Regions from separate parts of the Mus musculus genome. Here regions 2 and 3 are each linked to region 1. Evidence: chromatin contacts called from public Hi-C data. All regions are on one chromosome and are shown on one strand. Each heading gives the region's core, a stretch centred on a gene start, on an enhancer-like site or on the middle of the called end of the contact. The rest is flanking DNA. Distances are from core to core; before and after follow the strand shown.

Region 1 (3,185 bases), core at 265-2,764:
TGCCAGTGTCTCTTTGCTAAGCTTCTCTCTGTAAAAGGGAACACCCTCTGTCCTAAGTTGAGCACTGGCAGGAACTGATGGGGCCAGAAAACAGCTGAAGAAGACCTTGGCAAAAATATATCAAAATGTTTTGGCCTTTCTGTGCCTGGATGCCTGGATGGATAAGAGGCCATCACAGACCTGGAAAAATAAATGCTTCATGCCCCCCCCCCCCCCCCCCACACACACTTATTTTCCAAATCCACTGCAATATTTTCAGAACCCTGGACAAAAGACAAAGTAAAATCACTCAAACTGTGTTATTAATCAAAAGTTTCCAAACAAACTATGAACCCCAGCACAATTCTATTTGTTCACATAGCAACTCCTCTCCGCAGGACCTGGGTCACCTCATTGAAACATCGGTTCCTTCCGCAGCTTGGAGTGCAGGTGACCCTGGCTCTGTTATTGCTGTTCGGTTTCCATTTTGCTTTCTGTGACACAGTTCAAGATCTCCAATACTTCACCAAACCTACCCTGGGGGAAAAAATATCTCTCTTGAAGGGAACACACCCCTGGCAGCGTGCCTGCTCTGGATGGCCCCGTGGCTAGATGGATGGAGGGGTGATTTAAATGAAATCTCAAGCAGACACACGGATTCTTGGGGAGTAAATGTCCAAATATCCAGTTCTTGAAAGTGCCCACAGAGGCAAAAAGCCACAAAGGCCATGTCCCAAACAAACCACTGTTATGTTTTGTTTTTTTGTTTTTGTTTTTGTTTTGTTTTGTGTTTTTTATCAAGTCCCATCTATTAAGTCGCAATCCTCTCCCAATAGCCCATAAGATTAGGGTTGGTGACTTAACCCTCTTGCTCCCAATCCTTCCGCACAACCACATCCCTGAACGTCACAGCACTAAGGAGCAAGTATTGACCATAACTGGGGACAACTTCAAAGCCATTGAGAGATGGCACTGATCTTACACAAGAGTTAATGGAATTACACACGGAAACATTGGCAGACAAACAACACACATGTCCATCCATGGTCACTAATTCGTCTTAAAGCTTGAAAGCTAGTAATAGTAGTAGTAGTAGTAGTAGCAGTAGTAGTAGTAATTTATCCTGGTAACATTTGCTTAACCTGTGATCACTCAACTTAAACTCCCCTTAATTTCGGGACAGTATGATGCAAGAAGAGTGACTTCAAAAGATCATGGTCTTGTGTGTGTCCCGTCCATGAGTCTGGAGAATGGTCAGCTGCTGGTACTACCTGCTCACCTACACTGTTGATTAGGCTTAGCTGCTGCGTAAGGGCAATATCTACCTGTGCTTTTCCCAGGCAAACATCACCATATTTGGCCAATCTAGCCGAGCTAGGATAGCCAATAATCTACGGGGCCACATGACTGAGGCTTTTGAGAACTGCTGCCTCAACGTAGGACATTCTAGTTAGTTAAAACCCCAGAGAGGTCCCATCATTAGTATTTACGCTGATTCTTGTAATGGCCACAAGGTGGCGCCAAATCACAAAGAAAACTGACTGGAGCATGGCTGTTCTGGTGGATTTGCATATTTCGCTGCTGGGACATTTCTTTAGTCTCCCGATAGGCATCATTCCTCGATTTCCCAGATGCATTAACGTTTGCATCCGATCTTTCTTATCTTTGAAGGATTTTGTTCTAGAAATCAAGAAATCAATGAAACAGAGGGAGGGTTCGGAGACTGCAGATAATCTATAAAGCCATACAGTTAAGTCTAAGAGATGAGAGCAGACAGAGCTTGGAGTTAGGGGGACAGAAGGCCTGCACTGTGGCGGCACCTCCCTGCAGCTCCCTGTTCTGAAGAACTCTGGTATGACTTCACGTGTTCGTCTTTCTCACCACTGGATATCAGCTCTGTAGTCTCAAGTGTAACTCTGGGGCTACGTCCCTGAAGTATTAGGTGGCACCGTGAAGGTACCTGCAACTTATGCACTAGAAGGGCTTGTCAACATAGATTGGCACACACTACTGTTAACAATGAAGATCTAGTGACTGGAACAGCCTTGAGCCACACCCCCTTCCAATGAAGCACTTGGCTTCACTTCCACAAGCTGTGTGTGTGTGACTTCGTGCACACATATCGATACACCTACATGTCTATATGAATAGATTTGCATACACTAGACAAGCAGAGTTAGGTTCTCATTAATTATGCACGTTTTGGTTGCCTGTGGTTGACAATAGATTTTTTTTGTAATATTTGTGGATTTTCTGATCTGTAGCATAAAACAATTACATTATTTAAGAGGAATGTAAGCTCATTAATGCATCAGGAAGGTTAAATCTTACCTAATCTTTTATTCTGGGCACTCCCAGACAATGACCTCATCATTATCCCATCTTCTTATATAACAAGATCTGTGTTTTCTTTTGAGCTTTTCGATGGGCCCATCTAGAAGTGTCACATGTTAGGGCTCCAAAGACAAAAGCAAAATTGTCACTGTGGGACATTTGAAAAAGTTTTTTGGCTTATGTGCCTGGTATTTGGTGAGGGGCTCATACATGAAAGCAGGAAGCATGGCAACCATTTTGAGACCACGAGGGACAAGATGACAGGTTCCTAGCTAACTAAATCTTTGCAATTCTGAGTCCCAAAGTTCACTCTGTCAATGTTTGCCATAGCCCAAGTTTATATTTCTCTTTACACACACACACACACACACACACACACACACACACACACACACACAACCTTGCACATATGTCAAATCCCCTGGTACTTTGGATTTTCTTTTGTACAAGACATAGAATCCTACCTTCATTAGATAATAGCTGGAGCAGCCTCGCATGCTTTCCTTGAACTTGTCTACAAGTCTGTCTACACTTGGCACCCACTAAATATCACTGAAGCAATCTGGGCTGCTATTCTTCAATGTTCTCTGTTCTTTTAAAATTGAGCTTTAAATCATTATTTCGTTTGGACAACTCAAAACCGGAACTGAGCTATATACTTCACATGGGCTCAAAGGGGCTGCGGACACACTGTAACAGCAGACTGAAAAGGTGAAATAAAGAGAGAGAAAAATGAATGAAGTGATATAGACCATGGAAAGAAGAGGTAAAGAAGATGAGGAAGTAGAAGAGGAAGAGGAGGAGGAGAAGAAAGAAGAGAAGGAGGAGGAAGAGGAAGAGAAAAAGAAAAAAGAGGAGAAAGAGGAGGAGGA
Region 2 (3,185 bases), core at 324-2,823, 310 kb after region 1:
ACATGGATCCAAATCAATGGTAGAATACTTGCTTAGATTACACAAGGATGATGGTTCAATCACCAGTACAGTAAAAAGAAAATTCGTGTATCCATATGAAATGAACCTACCACAGACACATTATTTTAACTAATTACTGCCAACAATATTAGGATTCACTGTTTCTCCTTTTAAAAAGCTGTGTACACTGAATGCTTAGCTCTTCTTATCTAAATTACATACTGTATAAAAATGGCTGACGTGGAAAGCACCACAGAGAACTATGGGATGTTTAGCCTCAGCTTCTAATAGAGAAGCATTATAGTGGACTTTTCTGTGTGTGTGTTTTGTGACAGCTAACTAGCTACCTTATGACTTCCATTTATTTAATTATTATATTTATTTATTTATTTATTTAATATTTATTTATTTTTACTACATCTCAATGTAGAAAGGGGGTCCAAGAACAGAGTGAACTTCATCATATCCCAACAATCCAAGCCTGGGAATTCCATCCCACTTCCTAGATGATAAATATCAAGATGAGTTTCTTCTAAAATTATTAGTGCTGGGTGCATTCCACTTCTCATGTCATATAATATGATGTTACCAGCATTCCCAGTTTTAGAAAGCAGGAAGAATGTGGACAAACACAAAAAAGGAGCTCAGTTACGTAAATGTGATCTGTATTTACACAGCCTACACAGGACATGGAAGGGTAGAATTATTTCTGATTTGTATGATTATTCTCATCTTTGTTTTGCTTAGGTAGGATAAGATAGCTACGGATGAAATGCTTAGTTACGGATCAGCTATTGTCTCTATCATAATAAAATATAAAAGCTTAAATGGAAAATCAGTTGCAAAACCATTGTTATTGTATTTTGTTTGTTTTGCTTCCCATGCAGAAGATTTAAACACTCAAGCTGTCCCCATAAAATCCCTCCCTAAATCTTTGTTTTAAAGTATCTGATAGGACGTCATTCCATGTGGGAATATTACATACAGCCACCGATTCAAGAGTAACTGAGAACTTATGTACAAAACATTCTTTACATATTGACAAATATTTCTAAAAAGTGAATTGGTATTTTTTTGTTGTTGAGTGTTTCATGAGTGACCTTTACCTCTGCAGACATATGCAGTTTTCAGTTTTTTGGGTGAGACTTTCAAAATATTTTTTTAGAGTGTTCAATGTTAGCAGTGACATTTTTGCAGTGATTTCAGAGCCTTGTAGTTTAGAATATTCTATTTTCTTTATTTCTAATTACTCACACCACCCTCGTTTTCAATCCTGTGCAGATGTAATTGACAGTGATGATATACAATATGTATGAAATGAGCTCTTCGCTATCGGTGGTGTGTGTCATACAAGACTCCATTGCAATATTTACAGTTAAACTAAACTTTTTAGAACGAGCAAAATTGCATTTGTTTTGCAGATTTGCTCATCATTAAATGTGAAACATTTCACATTTGTCTTTTTGAGTAATTGGCTTTTTAAAATGATAAGGTGCTCGGAACACTTGTTATGTGGATAGGTCTGACGTTGTATCCCAGAAATCCATATGCCATACAGACAGAACAGAAGAAAGATATTCACAAGCATGTCACAGATTGGACTAAAGCAAGCCAAAAACCCAAGTGCCATGGCATTAACAATAGCACCAGATTTACTGTCACGATCGCAATCTGTGCAGCATCAGAGACAGAAGGGGAACTTTTGATAGGTAACACCTCAGGGTTTTTTTTTTTTTTTCTTCATCTTTTTGGCAAATTATCATTTATCTTTATATTTTTGCCTGCCATATAATATTATTACAATGATATGAGAAATGCAGGATATGTGTAATAGGACCCAACAAAAGGACTGAGCAATTCCTCAGGCCATGTAGGATGAAACAGATATACAGAAATTCTGTTGTTTTATTTCAGATCTAGTTAGAGCTGGAAACAGAAAACAGCTAGGTACTGGTATTTTAGCTTCTTTAGAGTTCACAAAAGGAAAAGGATTCTTAGTGACAGGGAAAACAAAAGAATTACCGCTCTTGGGAACGTTAAAAACTCTGATGTTTTAAAAATGTGTGATTCCCCAGGATAACGAGTCAAGGCTAATTTTAGTTTGGAAGATGAGAATATTTTGAACGTAAAAGTATCCATTCCTTTTCGGTCTGTGTGCATGTCCCAATGATGCAGACACAACGGGACAACTATTCACGGCATACCCCCGGCAGCTACTAAACAATTACGGAATCATAGAATCAGAGCCTCTGTTGGAATGACAGAAGGAAAAACCCCAAAAACACTGCACAGAGATTCCTGGCATCACAGAGAAACATCAGCCGATTGTTTCTCTTAATTGAAGGCTGTTTGGGGACCTCAATGAAAATATTCTGTTCTTCTGTGTTTTGACTGTCTTCTGGCTGAGGAATTTCTGGAGGCCAGGCTTCTTGGGTACTTTCTTTTTTTGTAAAAGAATGCCTGTCTTCCAATATTATCCAATTGTGTTGACATAATTGCAAATATTAAATCGAACTTTATAGAGATAGAAGCCTCAAAATCCATTAAAAAAAAAAACTACCCAAATTACATAAGATGCAAAGCTATTCAAGGAATGTTGATCGATCTCACGAGTTTTTATTTTCTTTAAACTATGATTTTTTTCCCCAACAAATCTTCATTATTTTGTTCTTAGAATTCCTTAGTTGAGATGGAGAACTAGCCATGACAAATAATTTCAATGTCCCATTGAACAGACTCCATATTCCCTGATGAGTGTATTCCACTGATCACTTCCGGTTCGCATGCCTCACTTTCAGGACACTTCCTACATTACTTTTGATTTTCAAGCACTTGCCCAAGTTTTTCCTTAAAATCACAGGGCCCCCTATGGAGGAGCTAGAGAAAGTAACCAAGGAGCTAAAGGGATCTGCAACCCTATAGGTGGAACAACAACATGAACTAACCAGTACCTCCCCAACCCCCCGAGCTCATGTCTCTACCTGCATATGAATCAGAAGATGGCCTAGTCGGCCATCAGTGGAAAAAGGGGCCCATTGGTCGTGCAAACTTTATATGCCTCAGTACAGGGGAACGCCAGGGCCAAGAAGTGGGACTGGGTGGGGGAGCGTGTGGGGGACTTTTGGGATAGCATTGGAAATGTAAATGAAATAAATACCTAATTAAAAGAATCGAAAAAAAAAGAT
Region 3 (3,185 bases), core at 396-2,895, 270 kb after region 1:
TTTACTGTCTTTAAGTTAGTGGGTATGTATATGCTACAGAAACCTAATACAAAGTTAAAGGCATTTCTTTGATCAGTCTATTTCCCCAAATATGGTACTGGCTACAATTCCATACGAAAGATAAAGAACTAGTTCTTTTCAGTATCATCTCTCTGTTTTATACCACCTTCTACATGGCTCATTTACATTACTAATGCAGTTACTCAGTTGTTTTTATTAAATTCTTCATGGATTTTTGATGTTACAAAATGACATTTTCAACACTCGCCTAGACAAAAGAGGTGCAGGCGGTCTCCTGTATCAGCCAGGTTGAGAACTCCTTATTTTGGTAGTGTGATGTTAGATCCCACCTTATTAGAAATGCTAGGGTTTCACCTCCTACCCCTGACATGCCATCCGTCAATTTATTAGCACGCTGGTGCAGCAAGCCACTGAATAGGCTATATGAATTCGTCTAGGTTTTGCTTTTTTCTTTCTTTCTTTCTTTTCTTTTTTTTTTCCTTTAAAATGTCTGTAATCCTCAGCTCTGCTCTCTCAACCGGTCAGCATTAAAGATTTATGTTGCACTTTTTTCATTGCCACACCTGAATATGGATTACTTAAATGGGCTGTAAATAATTCATATCTGGGAATAAGTTTCCATTACTGACCAATGTTGTAATTTAATATACTGTATTATGGGTTATACTGTTTCACATGGTTTTCTGTGTGCATTCTGCAGTCAGGCAGACAACAGTTTAAGTAAAGATGGTGAGCTGTTTCCTTAGCTTATTTTCAGGTTCACTCTGGCCTCAAATCAGCAACAGGGATAAAGGAGGCAGAGACTGCATGCTCTTCTTGCATTTATGGAAATCATTTTTTAAGCTCTTGACCTGAAACAAAATAAATTCAAAAAGAAATAAATGTGTTAATATCGGTGACTAAAAAAAAATCTTCTTATGAATAGAAAAATAATCTTGGTTCTTGAACCCAAAGGTTAATCTTCTTGTTTGATACTTAAATATCCCACGCACAAAATGCCACAATAAAATTATAATTTATGTGACAGGCTTGAATGAGACTACTGGATCAAGTACACGAAATATTAAAGTACAAGCTATTTTTAAAGCACAGGCAAGTGTTTACTCTTAAAAGAGCTTTAAACAACTTAAGATTAAGTTGGGTATAGTAAAAATTAATAATAGATTAATACATTAAAATCTATGAAGACACATAAGATAATGATTTAAAAAGGAATAATTTAAAAAGATGAATTAAAAAGTCGAATCAGAAAAGAAGGCCAGCATAAACTAGGGAAAAACATGCTGAGAATAAAGTCTGTTAGATCTTGAAATAGGAAGAACTGCTAAATAATGCATAGTTTTATTTTTCTATCATTTGCATAAACCTTAAGAGAGTATTTATTTGTGTAAAACTTGATGTATCGAGTAAGGAGAATGAAAAAAAATGGCATTCATTTTGTTTTCATTTCGGTATTTAGGAAAAATATTCTGTTACATATGGACTACTTAGACCTAATCATCTGACTGAATGTGCAGTGTGCCTTGAGCCAGGTTGGAAAGGGCTGGCTGGAGAACACTGCCCTGGTCTTGCTGCAGGCGATGCAGGTTGGCCCACGCTCTGCTGGGGAGCAGATGGTGAGCCAATGCTTGTAGTCACACTTACCTTCCTTGCTAAATCCATAATCCCTCGCTGGACACGGAGCCAAGGCAGGCTTTGGAGGCAGAAAGGAGGTTACAATCTGGACTTGGGTAGTGACTGCCAGAACTGAGAAAACAGCTCAGAAATTTCAAATGCTTAACAAGTTATCTGTCTTGTCCCTAAGCCAGTGCAGCATTTTTAAAAGTAATTAAGACATGATTGAAAATGTGTATGCCATCTAAATACAAAAATCTTCAAAAATCATCAAAACCAATAATTAAAAGCCACATTTAATGTGACATTATGCAAAAATGCATTTAAAAACGAACTGTACTTTTGTTATTGAAGAGAAATACATTGAGTGGGGGAAAACGCAAGAAAGAAGCATTTATAGAAAAGACATTTTATTTTTCTTGCAGAACTGAATGTTGTAGAAAGAAATATTCTATAAATGCCTGTAAATATGAGTCTCTTCCTTCCGCAAGGAAATGTATAGCTATGTAACGTTGTATCTATACCTACATATGTTTCTCGTTTTAAAATATTAAATGATTAATTAATTTTCTATATATAATACTTACGCATATATATGTATGTTTTTCTATGTGTGGATAGGTTCATTATCAACACAGACATTATAAACGAGAAAGACAAAATAAAAATATTGAGTGGATAGCCAAATTCTAATCATTTATAATAAAAGGGACAGTAAGAGCCATCTGTTTAATGTAAAACAACAACAACAAAAACCCTAACTGATAAAATGCATATATATCTAGTATAATAGGGTACTAATATAAAACAAAATATGTATAAAACGTCAATGTAATCCATTAGAGCAACATTGATTTATAACCTGCCTATATAATAATCTCATACAAGACTCAAAGCCGGTTCCTGTATGATTTGTGTTGGACCACAGGAGTTTCCTTTCCTTTCCTTTCCTTTCCTTTCCTTTCCTTTCCTTTCCTTTCCTTTCCTTTCCTTTCCTTTCCTTTCCTTTCCTTTCCTTTCCTTTCCTTTCCTTTCTTTCTTTTTCTTCTTTGCTTTAAGTTGTTACAGTTCCCGGTGTGTGTTACAAAATTTCCTCATTTTCTCTACTGAATTTTCATGACTCCTCATTCTCTTAGGCAACATTCTTCCTATGCAAATCATTCTTAGGCATACTCCAGTTGAAATCCATTGACTTAAGTAGACTTGTAGCTGTCACCAATCTTGCCTCGGCATTCACAGTTCCCCAGTGGGCACAGTGCTCTCTGTTGTGCATTGTATGCAGTGGGGCAACCTGTGCTGTATATTAGCTCCTCACACCACCATCTTTGTCTATTGTCTCTCTTGAGGAAGTAATTATTTCATCCTTACTTATATTTAAGAAAAAAAATCATCCTAATTTCCCTTTTTTATTGGCCTCTTTCCAAATTCATTTGAGTAACTTCTAACACTTCTTAACTCCATGCCTGATAATACTGTTTTCTTCAGAAATGGATATAAAGTACTGAAGAAAGACAGGAGACCATCATGGCCTCGTCTTGCACTCAAGAAAC

What was found. Hi-C and Micro-C count contacts between places; a contact is called where the count stands out from the background.
Region 2: a Hi-C map of cortical neurons shows a contact between it and region 1, with 1.8 times the contacts expected there. The contact joins two enhancer-like sites. A contact is called at or near these places in 2 of 484 Hi-C or Micro-C datasets (the G1E-ER4 cell line and cortical neurons) and 2 of 115 datasets of contacts at active chromatin or transcription factors (embryonic forebrain and memory CD8 T cells).
Region 3: a Hi-C map of cortical neurons shows a contact between it and region 1, with 4 times the contacts expected there. The contact joins two enhancer-like sites. A contact is called at or near these places in 3 of 39 promoter capture datasets (the HPC-7 cell line, embryonic stem cells and neutrophils), 4 of 484 Hi-C or Micro-C datasets (Th2 cells, cortical neurons, group 2 innate lymphoid cells and 1 more) and 2 of 115 datasets of contacts at active chromatin or transcription factors (embryonic stem cells and regulatory T cells).

What each region holds. Positions count from the first base shown.
Region 1 is chr2:43,721,402-43,724,586 of GRCm38.p6, forward strand. All of the region lies in intron 4 of Gm30374 (a long non-coding RNA gene), which reads right to left. Among named protein-coding and RNA genes, the nearest start is that of Gm30374, 6.4 kb to the right of the region's middle. Within about 2 kb of position 1,515, at least 26 of the 459 cell types and tissues checked have an H3K27ac peak or open chromatin away from gene starts, as enhancers often do. A contact at or near this core is called in cortical neurons, where this site is marked.
Region 2 is chr2:44,027,913-44,031,097 of GRCm38.p6, forward strand. All of the region lies in intron 6 of Arhgap15 (Rho GTPase activating protein 15), which reads left to right. Among named protein-coding and RNA genes, the nearest start is that of Arhgap15os, 36 kb to the right of the region's middle. Within about 2 kb of position 1,574, at least 13 of the 459 cell types and tissues checked have an H3K27ac peak or open chromatin away from gene starts, as enhancers often do. A contact at or near this core is called in cortical neurons, where this site is marked.
Region 3 is chr2:43,988,381-43,991,565 of GRCm38.p6, forward strand. All of the region lies in intron 6 of Arhgap15 (Rho GTPase activating protein 15), which reads left to right. Among named protein-coding and RNA genes, the nearest start is that of Arhgap15os, 75 kb to the right of the region's middle. Within about 2 kb of position 1,646, at least 19 of the 459 cell types and tissues checked have an H3K27ac peak or open chromatin away from gene starts, as enhancers often do. A contact at or near this core is called in cortical neurons, where this site is marked.